Linked DNA regions of Rattus norvegicus: region 2 is linked to region 1. Evidence: chromatin contacts called from public Hi-C data. All regions are on one chromosome and are shown on one strand. Each heading gives the region's core, a stretch centred on a gene start, on an enhancer-like site or on the middle of the called end of the contact. The rest is flanking DNA. Distances are from core to core; before and after follow the strand shown.

Region 1 (6,132 bases), core at 763-3,262:
AGACCGACAGAGACGGGGATGGGGGTGGGGGATGAGCGGGCAACTCCTCCACCCTCAGTCAGAAATAACCCAACTAAAGCTGGGAGGCCAGTAAGAAATTTTTGCATGTGCGCTGATTTAATCTTACAAAGAAAAACTAATACGAAATGAAAATGCCAGCAGATGCTCCCCAGAACGGTGATCACGCACCAGCACCCCACCCCCAAACCAGTCTTCCACTCTAGACTGGTTCATCGCCAATAGCCACCCCGCATCACACTGCCACCTGTTGCTGTCCTGGCGCCCCGAGCGGAGTCGCAAGCGGCCGCTAGAGTTCGTTCTAATTCCCCGGAGCAGAGCTGGCTGGGAAGCCCCGACGCGACGCGCCTGCTAATCCGCAGAGTGGGAGGCAACTCCACAGTATTCAAGCCCCATGCCCTCTCTTTTCTCCGGTAACTCCTAGTGTCAAATCTGGGTCCCAGAGTTAGCCCCTCTCGTCCACGGTGGGCTCCACCTCGCTCATACCCAACAAATTCCGAAGCGCCCCAGAGCCTGTGACAGGGTCCCCGAGAGCAAGAATGCGCGACGCAAGCAGGTTGCTAGGTCAGTCATCTTTTCTCGGTTGCTCCCTTAGAGCATTTTATTTAACCTTGCGCGATCGCTGGAGCACAGCAGCAGGGTCTCTATTTCACGGTTCACAAGGCTGCAGAGGAAGGGCAGACAACACACACACACACACACACACACACACACACACACACACACACACACACACACACACACACGAGCGGATGGAGGCCCCATTTGGAGACCCCACTCTCCGGGAACGCGGCTGTCCCAGCTCCGAAAATGACCCGTCTCGCTTCCGAGGGACTCCTGTGTGCGCGCTGCAGGCGTGTGCATTTTTCCGAATCTGAGAATCCCTGCGAACTCGGGCCACATAAGTTTAAGTCACCCCCAGGGTGTCTTTGTTTGTTTATGGGCTTGGAGGGAAAAAGTTTGAAGATCTTTAACCAGACTGAGCTCAGACGCAAGCGGAAATCCCCAACAAAAGTGATCTAACTTCAAGTGGTTATGTAAGTGGGGCGCCTTCTTCCTCGCCCTATTCCCAAACCCTCTCATTACTATTCCGGGAGTAAAACGCATCTCGATTTAAAAAAGAAAAAAAGTTTTAAGAATGTTATTATTTCCTTGCGCCGGAAAGCGGGCGAAAACGCAGGCAGAGCCCAAGGCGCGTGACGACCCCACCCGCGTCCTGCCCCCACGCACTGCAGGAGGACCTGGAGTCCCGGGTGTAGCTGGCGCAGAGCAAGCCCTAGCGCCCTGCCGTCTTACGGTCCGCCACTCCACGTGGTGAGGATCAACAGTTTGTTGAGCTCATCAGTGACACCTTGAACTTTTCATAAAGAAAATGGGTATTGCACCGAGAGGGTTTGGCCGTGGCCGCGCGCCGGGTCGTGCTCAAGATTCAGGGATCTCGATTGCGCCTCCCCCACCTCTTCCCGCAAAAAATTCCAATGAGTCCGTTACTGGACTCAGACTTTTAAGTTCATTTACTACACCCCCCACTTGGCCACTCATCTGAGCCTTTAGGGGCAGCCTCCCCCCACCAGCAGCTCCCTCCTAAAAATGACATTTTGCCGGCGTCTGCGGAGGGGCCTGAATTTCACTTTGTAACTTTCTGCGGAACCCGAGCCCGGGTGGCAGCTCCGGTGGTGGTATCGTATGCAAATACGCATGCTGACGTTACAGATCATGTGGGTTTTGGCGTAGATTCCCCACTGATCGAGGCATTTTCCCCCTTTTTTTTTCTTTTTTCTTTTCTTTTTTTTTTCTTTTTCTTTTCTTTTTTTTTCTTTTAAATTTTTCAATCAACCGTTCTCCTTACGGGGGCTTTTTTCTGTCTGTCTTTCTGTCTATCTGTCTGTCTGCCAGACTGGCTTTTCCCCCCCACCACCACCTCTTTCCCACGGAGCCCGAGTCGGGCGCCGGGTGGGGAGTGGGGAGTGGGTGGGGGGAGCCAGCAGAGTTCCATTTTGGAACGCCCGTGCCTCGTCTCCGCGTTCCCAGCCCGGGTCCCCGCGTTCGCAGCCCCGGCGCAGGTAAGAAACTTCGCCCCGGCGCGGAGCACCCGCAGCGGGCACCGCCAGCCCGGAGCCCGACACGCCAGGCGCCCGCCACTCCAGCCCAACTTTCCCACCGCCGCCGCAGCTCCCGAAAATGTGTTGTTAATGGGACTTGGCCGGGTTAGGGATGGGGTTGCGCGGGAGGGGGGTGTGCAGGCTTTTTTTTTTTTTTTTTCTTTTTCTTTTTTTTTTTTTTTTTTTGCGGGTGGGAGGAAATCCGCGGTTTCAGGGAGGGGGGACGGAGATTTTTTTTTTAATGAAATAGTTTTGATTACAAGTTTGGATAAATGGAAGCCAGACCGAGGAGGAGGAGGAAAAACATGTCTACGTTTCCCTATGTCGACATAAGCCACAAAAAAATATGGCGTCCGCTTTCGACAGGGCGTTACGTAGACCCGACTCTGTTTTTTATTTATTTATTTTGTGGCCGGCTTCCTGCCTTCTTGGCCAAACTGCGGCGCTTTGTGCGAAACGGGCAGGTCCCGCGGGGACTCCACCGGGACGTGGCCCCGTCTCGGCGCTTTTCGGCAGCCTGGGGGCTCCGTGTGGCTGCTCCCCTCCCTCCCCCGCTCTCCCCTCTGCTCTCCTCTCCTGGTGACGATTCGCCGTAATGTGGTGGCAGGAAGCATGACGCCGTGTTGAGGCTGCCTCTCCTCGCGTCGCTCCCGGTGGCTGCAGGCGGCCGGCGCGCGGCGCGGGCGGCGGGCGAGGGACCTGCGGGCAGGGCCTGAGCGCGGCGCTGTGCCCACGCCCCGCTCAGGTGCGCGGGGAGGGTGATGCGGGGGGCGCGCGGACCCCGGGAGCCCTGATGTCCCTGGCCTGCCGGGACCAGCCTGAGCCCGGGTCTCCCGCCTGAGTGGCCGTGGCGTTTTTCAGTCTGCCCCACAAGAGGTTAAGCATTGCTGGCGTTGGAGCGTCTTTGTGGCTTCCCCCAGGACTTGGGATCCTGAGCTTTGCAAACTTGCCCTTTCCCTAGCTGCTTTGCAGGAGGCGATGAAGACCAAGAAGCTCGGAAAGTTGGAAAACAGGAGCATCACAGGAACGTCCTTTTGGCCCCCTAGTTATGCTGAGCTCAGGGGTGGTGGAGGAGGACGAGGAGAGCCTACCCAACAGGGTGGGTGGGGGAGACCTGTCGCGGTAGCCAAGTCGTGATTTGCCCAGACTTCCACCTGATTGATTAGCTTCAAAGCCAGTGGGGTCTCTGTGTTCTTCTGTTCCGCGAAGGCCTTTTGTTGGGGGCGGGGAGGAGGAGGGAGCACCCCTCCCTCTTCAGAGTCACTGCTCAGCTGGGGCCCCAGGCATCATAGTTCTTTAAAGCCCAGAGTTCTCCATTTGCTGCTCTCTGAAGATCTCATTCTTTCTGGAAGTGAACAGCTCCTCAAATCTCAGGCCAGCTCCGTGTTGAAGCAGGACTTAGGGGACAGGAATGCCTCCCTGTGACCCCAAAGCACTTGGACTTCCCACAACAAGCCTCTTAAACACACACTCTCTCATGCTGGCAGCTCCAAGAGTAGAGCAGAAATTAATGCCACGGAAGTGCAGAGGGTGAGAGTCTGAGCGCTCATGGAGGCTTAAGTCAAAAGGTGATTTTCTGTTTCTGAGGGCCTCCAGTTTAAGCGGTTCAGACCCAGGGCAGTAATGTCAAAACGCATTTGGATGGCGGCCAAGAGGAATAAATATCTTGTTAAATGACCTGTTTGATAGTAAAAATAGACTAATGGGGCCGTCCAGTGGTTCAGTGGGACCAACATAAAGGTTTAAGTTTAAAGTGAAAGTTACATAAAACTGGTTACACTTGTTCTTTTAAGGTCAGGGGGAAAAAATCTAAGAATAAGATTTTTAAAATGTGTCCCTGAGAATAATCAGGCCTGTGGTTTGTGGAACTATTGTTACTGTTTAAAACAAAAATCTCCACTCCACCACTGTTCTGTGAACTTGTACCTTACTTTTTAGCAGCGTTTGATGTCATCTAAGGATCCACCTTAGCAGATAATGTACTTGAGGGGAAAATCCAGAAGGCCAACGTTTTAGGATAAATCGGTGACTCATCATTTAATGATGGGGGTGGGGGAGTGAATACACTGAAAACATCGGAGTCCCAAGTTGAAAACAGAGGATCCAGAGGATCTTGATTTGTCCAGTGGTGATCACATCCCAGTGCATCAGGCCTTGTTGGTTATGAGGACGTTGTCCCTTTAATGACACTGAGTTGGGGGGGGGGGGGAGTGTTGTTGTTGTTTGGTAAGTGTTTCCAGTACTTGCTGTCACAGTATCTAGGCTTGCTGATGTTTAGCAGGCTTTATCATGCAATCACCACCATTATCCCACAAGCCAACCATTAGCCTCATCTTCAGATTCTGGTTGAGGAAGGCTCACAGAGGCAAAGAAAGCTTGGCCAGCACACAGGGACGAAATGTAGAGTTTGTAATGGAGGACACCATAGCATCCATCTCTGATGCAAGGAGGTTGTTACAGTGACAAAGCACAGGGTCAAGTGCAGGCAGAACTGAGAGCAATGGCTACTGCCCTAGTCTCCACTCAGGGATTGATTCATCTGGATTTCATCTGTTTCTTCGTTTATTTGGCGACTAAGGGTTGATGCATTTGTTCATGCAGCAACTACGCTGTCCCGGATACTAATAAGAGCCCACAGTCATTAAACACTTTTATAGACCAGACATTATCCTAAGTGCTTATTATTACACTATTTTGTCTTCATGACAACCAGGAGATATAGAGGCTCCCGTTCTCTGCAGACGAAGAAGCACAGACCCAGAGAGGTCAACCCACTTGTCCTACACCAAACAGCTCATGAGTCCCGTGTCAGCACCCGCAGCATGGGTGCCCCTCTGCTGTGATACAGTGCACTGCACCAGACATTGTGGGGATGCTGGGGGGCCCGAGCCCCTGGGCACAGCACAAAGCACTGCTCCACACTAATGGAGATGCTGGTGGGATAAAGACCCCCTACCCTCTAGGAGTTTGAACAGACAGTAGGAGTGCTCATTAGGCCCAATCAAGCAGAATTAAGTAAGTGCTATAATTGAGAAAAGCAGCCATTGTGGATGCACAGGGAGGGTGTGATTGTGCTACTCAGAGGGCCTCATGGGGGACTCTCCTGGAGGGCATGGCATCTAAACTGACCCGTGAATGGGAAAGAACAATGCCCGGGTGAGGTTGCAGAGGATAGCATTGATCCAGCTGCGAGCCAAGCCGCCTCGTGACATTTATTTTTTTGTGGGGACAGGATGCTGCCTCAGCTGTATCATTGGGAGCCCAAACTGTGCCTTTTTGTTGTGTCACCCTTAGCATGTGGGTCTTAGGCCTTAGGTTTAAGAAGGGGAGTGCGCACTGTCTCCAGGCCTCTACCAGAGCGATGGTGTGTGGTGACCCAAATGTACCAGGGAGAGATTGATCAAGTGTTCCTAGTCAGGCACCTTACTGCGGTGAACTTGATGGAGTTTGGCTTACAGGGCAGAAAGGGTGAGTAGCTGTTGATTTAGCAGGTAGAATGTCTGAATTCTCAGATAGGAAGTGGAAAGAAGGTATGGGGGAGGGGCTGGAAGCTGACTGCAGCCTAAGAAATGGAGAAAGGGGTGCAGAATGTACAGGAGAAATGATGTCAGGTCTGCTGTAGAGGTGGCTAGTTAGCCTTTACTCTGTAGGTGCCAGGAGCCATGGCAGGCTTCTGAGTAGGGATCGTCATGTGTCTAAGGAAGGTAGGAGAAAGGCTGCAGCAATTGACCTGGTACCCACCAACCTGCTTGGTTCTTGACCCAGAATGAGATCAAGGACATTTTCAGACAGGGGTCAATGTTGTCTCGGGGGGAAAAAAAGAGTACAATGGAGATGAAAGGGGGAAGGAGAGAGAGTCATGAGATCCTGCCAGTAAGAATCTAAAATCAAGCCCTTGTACTGAAGAGAGGACCAGGAGAGTTCATAGATTTTCCTGGCTAGACAGTGTAGCTGAATTAGTGAGCTCTGGGTTCAGTGAGAGACTGTGTCGCAAAAACTAAAGTGGAGAGTG
Region 2 (6,709 bases), core at 1,964-4,463, 340 kb after region 1:
ATCCCTTTTCATGGCAAAATTGGTAGATGGCAGCTGTTTGGAGATACTGGAGTACTCCTGCAGAGCTTTCTGGCAATTATTAAAAAGAAAGAAGGGAAGGCATGAAGGGGGTGGGGAAAGGAAAGGACCCAGTACAGAGATGACATTTTCCTATGCAGTAAGTGGTAGTATAACCGGCCCCTCCGTTAACCTACGGGAGACCTAACTGTTTAACCAGTACTGTGATATTTTTCTAAAAGGTAGAGACAGAATGGCGGCAGGTTATAAAGTCCAACTATGGAAAGTATCACAGTATTAGAACATTCTAGAGGCAAACAGAACAGGCTTTGAGTCCTGGTTTTTCTGAGACTTTGAGGCGTGTGTGTGCACATGCATAGGGCGTGCTATGTAGATTAATTAGGCTGGTCTTGAACTCACAGAGAACCACCTGGCTCTGCCTCCACCTCCCAACTGTTGGGATTAAGGCCCAACTATATACCTTATTAATATTTACCCAAAAGTGACATGACGTATATGAAACAATCTGGCATCTAATTGTTCACCCTTCCCTTTTCTTGCATGTGTTGGGGTATTCTGCTCCTGTGACATGTTGGAGATTCACAAGTGAGTGGATACAAAACCCAGGAAAGCAGACCTACAGGGACCCTCAAAGCATGCTTTGGTTGGAATTATGAAAAAAAAACAAAATGTAATACGGACCCTGTAGAAAAGGCCTAGACTTAGGAGTCTAAGATTATCTATAGGCACCACCATAGACTAGATCCATCCCACAAAGCACGCTGCTAACCTGACGCACATTGCTCTCTACATGTGCTATTGGTGACAAGAGCCCAGCTAGAGCAGCAGCGTCTGACTCGTGTTGACTCCCACCTCGTATTCCTGTCGTCTGTACGCCAGGTCCCCTCTGAATTTCTTGAGAGTGAGAACTTCAATATCGTTGCTACTTTCCGTCTCTTCATAAAACCACTAGAAATCAAGAAGATAGCATTTACGGTGGAGAGTGAAGGTATGCTCTTCCACATCATGGTCAAAGGCACTTTCCCATGATGCACCCTTCTAAACGTCAAGGACACACGTCATCAGGATGAGACTCAAGGCAAAGCGGAATGGCTACATTTTGTTTTTTAAAACAGTGTCTCATTGCACACCCTCCAAGTGCTGAGACTACAGACCCGTGTGGTCACATCAGACTAATTGATACATGTTTGAATGTGCAGTAAATGTGTGTGCGCCTGTGCCTGTGTGACGTGAGGGCCAGAGATCAACGCCAGCTGTCTCTATCAGCCGCCATCTTGTTTTCTAAGACATGGTCTCTCACTGAAACTGAAGCTTACCAGAACGGCTACCTGCAAGCTCCCAGCTACCCAGGTTTTACATGAGTGCTAGGAGTCTGAACTCAGGTCCTCATGCTGGGCACCAAGCATTTCACCCACTGAGCCACTGCCCCAGCCACCAAGGACAACCTTAACGATGGCCCAGATTTTTAAAAAAAACATTTTAGGGGTTGGGGATTTAGCTCAGTGGTAGAGCACTTGCCTAGCAAGCGCAAGGCCCTGGGTTCGGTCCCCAGCTCCGAAAAAAAGAATAAAAAAAATTTTTTTAAAAATACAATGTATGTAGGCACATCCATGCTACTGTGCACATGTGGAAGTCAGACCATAAACTGCTGGTTGGTTCTCTCCTTCTACCCTTTCGGTTCTGGTGACAGAACACAGGTCATCAAACTCTGCCGCAGGTGACTTTGCCTGCTGAACCATCTCTGATGGACCACTTTTATTAAAATGATCACAATTAGTCAGTGAGATGGCTCGGTGGGTAAAGGCACCTGTCACTAAGTTGGACAACCTGACTTTGCTCTATGGGCCCCGTGTGGCGGAAGGAAAGAATCAACACCTGCAATTTGTCCCCATGACACAGTGTCATGGCTCTTACCAACACACACACATAAATGAATGTGTTTTTTAAAAAAAAATTGTAATGATCATAAGTAAAAACATGTCAATAACAAATTTGTTTAAACAAAAATAAAAGCACCCGTCTTCAACCACAGCGAAGTTACTGGAAATGAGAGTCACCTGATGCAGTTCCAGTGCCTCTGAGGCGATATCTGCTTTCTTTTAGAGCAATTGGGAGTGAAGAGGGACTGACAATGCTATGCACAAGATGTAGGAGTCTGTGATCATGGCGATGGTGCTACTGTGAGAATGCTACAAAGGCACACAGAGCACACAGAGCACACAGAGCACAGGAAATTTTAACTGGAGGCAGGCTTCTGTGCATCCCAGACAAAGATTTGGAGGATCTGAAGGAAGGCTTCCCTCTTCTGACTTAAACCCGCTGGACATAAAGTGAGATTGAGATATAACTATCAAGAAAGAATACAAAAAAAAGGATGAAAAGTTTTCTGCATGCCCGTTTCCAGCCCCAAAGAACCATCTCCTACTCTTTTTTTCAATAAAACCTGCTGTGGCTGAAGAAAGTCTCTCTAAATTCGGCGGACTCAGTCCATTTAACATTGTAATGGCCTGACTGTATTTTGAGAAACAGACTTCACTGAGTATCAAGGCTCTTCCCACGCTTGCTAAGTTAATATCTCTCCTTCTGAGCCATAACAGTAGGGAAAATTATTCTATTCTTCAAACACGTGTCACTCAAGACGAGGTATCTGAGCCATCGTTAGGTTCGGCACTCTGCAACCAACTAGTCACATAACTAGCCATCCCAACGTCTTAACAATAACATATAAACATCTATTCAGTTTTCATTATCTAACTAGGAAATGATGAAACAAAATTAGCTTGAAACCATTTTATTCTTCTAGGCAGCCAACAGGCCTGCAAGGATGCTACTGTGGACTTCTGCAGGGCTGGGGGCAGCGGCGGGGTTTATTATACTAGCCCCGGCCGGCCTGCAGGAGAGACAACCGGAGGCTCGAAGAGTGAGGTGGCTTGCTAGCCTCAGACTGCAGGGCGGCTGGAAAGTGACAGTGGCGGACCTTGCTGCAGCCGGTTCGGGTGAGGAGTGGCAAGAGGACAGCCGTCTCACCTGCGGCTCGCAGAGCTTGGCGCCATAGGAGGAGGGCGGCTCAGGCTGGCGCTCCGGCTTCTGCTCGAACACCGAATCCTCAAATTCGCCGCCCAGCACCCAGCATCCGGTCTCCATCGCGCGAGCGTGAAACCGGGCCTCGAAACGAGGCTATGCCTAGAGCGACGCCCATCACCCAGCCTCCAAACCGCGCGACGGCAGCCAGGCACCGAGACTAAGTAGAGTCTAGAGCGGCACCGGCGCGCGACCAACACGGAAGCGGTGCGTTGTCTGCCGGAGCGTTGCATTCTGGGAGTGGTAGTCTTTCAGCGGCTGCGCAAACTGGATTTCGTGATGGATCAGAAATTCTTACTTGACTCCAGGGCCACCTGAACCTCCCAACAAAGGTTTTGACTTCTCTGTGTCAGAAGCTGGATAGAGTACTTTTTCCCTGAATACCTCGAAAAGTCGGGGTCTGTGGGGTTAACTTCGTAAGTACCAGTCCACTGACAGTATTCTCATCCCCATTTTATTTTGCATTTTACTTCTTCATTTTCTTTCCCAATAATAACTGCGAGAAGAGCACAGTTATTCCTGTTTTATAAAATTGTGCTTGAAGAAGTGGGGTAACTTGTTCAAAAGCCCAGAGTCTCTGAAGAAGAGACCAGAACTATTTATGCATTTATAAAAAAAACTAGACGTAGAAATTTAAAGGCTTAATCAAGACTAGCAGAATAATTTTGAGACTTTTCAAGTAATGTTTTAACTCTAGAAAGTAAAGGTCATGGACAAAACACTGGCTTTGTTATACAGCACTAATTAGAAGCTGGTAATTAAGCTTTTCATTTTTCCTCACACTTGCTCCTCTTCCACCAGTTGTTTCTTGGGTTTTTTCTTCTGCTCTATTTTCTACTCTACGATTCATACAGGGCAACCTAAACCACCTCCCCACGTTTCAAAATTTATCTGCTCATGACTCACTCACAAAATGTGGAACCTAGCTGTGGATTAAGTAGCCTCACTGGAAGACACCAGCCTGGGAGCCTCCAGGCAGTAGCTGTTGTGGGATTCACCCAGGGGAAGTCCATTTTTAATATTTGGGGGTTTTGTTTTGTCATCAGAAATGCAATACTTATTGAAAAAATTAGGATATTATAGAAAAGTATAAAAAATCCATGCTATCACCAAGAAAAAATTATGTCCTAAGAAGGAATATATTTGCCCTAATTCCAGTACGCTCTGTCTTAGCAGGCAGCAGCACAGCACAGTACTGAAGGACTGCGAGAGCCACACGCATCTGGCTTTGTGATCCTTGGTTCACTAGCTGTGCAACCCAGTATATGAGATGGGTATTGATTAAAATAAGGCACATGAAGCTTGCAAGGTGAAGGGGGCAACGTGGGGCTATTCAAAATCAGCTCCGGGAGCAGAGTAAGAGCAGAGCAAAGGCAGGCAAGGGGGAGGACTTCTAGCTTTTTCTTTATGAAAGATATTTGGTCCCCGAATTTCCTCCCTCCTGCTCTGAGGCCTGCTAGCTCTAGCCTCCTGCCTGACAGCTGAGCTGGAGCATGTGCTAAAATGGCAGCAGGTTGTTTTAGCGCTGCATGTGGGTAAGTGGGCGTTCTTTGCCCTTTGGACTCAAGATTCCTGGGCTCGGTCGTTTCCAACCTTTTGCCAAAAGAGCCTCCTTGCTTACTTTACTCCCACAATCATGGCGTATTTGTCTACAAAGAGAAATTATTGAGTAATAATTGCTTCCCTTTCGTTTGAAAAGTTGAGCCTAAATCTTACATAACAACCAAGCCAGGCTTGTCCCCAGCTTGCGTCTAACAGCATTGCCTCCTGTGCTAGAACTCCAGCTGAAAGTGAGAATGTAGCTATTAGGACCCCAGGAAGCATGATGGATAGCAAACTGTAGTTAGAATTAGGACCTTTAAAAAAATCCCCTATTGCAGTTGAGGGCCTGGGAATCAGAGCGGCAAAGCACAGCCTCACTTAATAAGCCTCAAGACCGTAAACCAATAAAGTGAGAGGGCTTTAGACACTGAAACAGTTAAATTTACTCTGTAAGCGTAGAAATTACAGGTATTAGGGCAGTGGTTCTCACTTGCCTGATGCTGAAGCCCTTTAATACATTTCCTCATGCTGTGGCGACCCCAATCATAAAATTATTAATATAATTTTGCTACTGTTATGAACTGTAATGTAAATATTTTTGGAGATACAGATTTGCCAAAGGTTGTTACCCACAGGTTGAGAACCACTGTGTTAAAAGGATTTCTGCAACTATCAAACTGAGTGGTTGTGATTTTTAAATGGTTGCGATTTTTAAAAATCTGTTTCTATAGCTCGAAAGCTATAAAAATCATAATTTTTATTGAGGTGCCCATTTGAGTTGCCCATCACAAGGCAGCAGCCACCTTCTCAGGCAACATTTCTTGCTGCTGCTCCCCCATTGTGACATTCCCACACACTGTAGACAGCGGTAAGGAGGTTAGAGACTGTCTTCTTCAGGCGTGTAAACCTAGCTCCCAGATAGGCCTTGGCCAGAGCAGCTTAATCAATGCCTGTTCAATGGATGGGTGATTGTAAAGGACTGGCATCCAGAAAGGTAAGCAGAGTACTTTCCAGCCATGGCTCGCACATTGGTGTCCTGCCTGTGATCTGGGGACAGTAGAGCCAATGTAGCCAATGTTTCCCTGTGAAAGTGTCTCCCCAGGGGAGACCATGAGCCTACCCTCCCTGCAGCCCATGACCTTAAATGAACCCTGCTCCCTAGCCAGTCTGCCCTCAGTTTCTCCCTCCTCTTTTTTTTTTTTTTTTTTTTTGGTTCTTCTTTTCGGAGCTGGGGACCGAACCCAGGGCCTTGAGCTTCCTAGGTAAGCGCTCTACCACTGAGCTAAATCCCCAGCCCCTCTCCCTCCTCTTGTAATCCCCCTTGTCCTGACCAAGTACCACTTATCAGGAAGCCACCATATCCCCCGTGTCTTTTATCTATCTGACTGAGTCCCAGAATTCTTTGCTTTTTTTTTTCTTTTTTTCGGCAGAATTCTTTGCTAACCTCCCCTCCCCTTAACCTGGTTCCCATGGCTCTAGGTTCACACACCACCATGTCCAGGACACTTTGCATTTCCAGAGGCTGGGGTTGAGGCTAAATATTTTTAGGGGTGTCTAATGTTCATGTGTCAGTCACAGTAGACCATGAGCTCATTTAAACCTGGACTGGGTCACTCACCTCTATGTGAGCAGTGTCTGGCATCCAGTCATCCCTGACTGCTGCTGAGTGAATTAATCTAAAATAGGCTTGCCACACCATATTCATTCGTGGATTCTCTGCCTCATTCTGTGTGTCTGAGGGCCAGTGCATGCAGCTCTGTGCTCATGTAGAGAACACACTAAAGTAGGGAAGACAGACGGTAAACATGGACACCATCGGGTTACTTAGTTACATATTTTGATACTGTGTTGCTGTCAAGGTTTGAACGTGAGATGTATCCCACAGCCCATCCTTTAAATGCTCAGTCCCCAGCTTGTCTGGGAGGCTCCAGAGCCTTTAGGAAGTTGGGACTGACTGGAGGAAGTAGTCCACTGAGGCAGGCCCCTCAACAGTGTATCTGCTTTAGATCCCTGCCCAACCTTTGCTCCCTGATCTCTTAAGATGTGAAAAAAGACTCCATATGTACAA

Evidence for each region. Hi-C and Micro-C count contacts between places; a contact is called where the count stands out from the background.
Region 2: a contact with region 1 is called in a Hi-C map of the A7r5 cell line, with 2.5 times the contacts expected there. The contact joins the promoter of C7h8orf76 here to the promoter of Zhx2 in region 1. A contact is called at or near these places in 6 of 12 Hi-C or Micro-C datasets (the A7r5 cell line, Schwann cells, frontal cortex and 3 more) and 1 of 1 datasets of contacts at active chromatin or transcription factors (oligodendrocytes).

Annotation. Positions count from the first base shown.
Region 1 is chr7:91,114,475-91,120,606 of GRCr8, forward strand. It overlaps Zhx2 (zinc fingers and homeoboxes 2), which reads left to right and starts at 2,013. Exons shown (of 3, transcript NM_001271056.1): 1 at 2,013-2,081.
Region 2 is chr7:91,456,071-91,462,779 of GRCr8, forward strand. It overlaps C7h8orf76 (similar to human chromosome 8 open reading frame 76), which reads right to left and starts at 3,214. Exons shown (of 6, transcript NM_001025007.1): 1 at 3,046-3,214; 2 at 871-966; 3 at 1-69. The coding sequence starts at 3,162.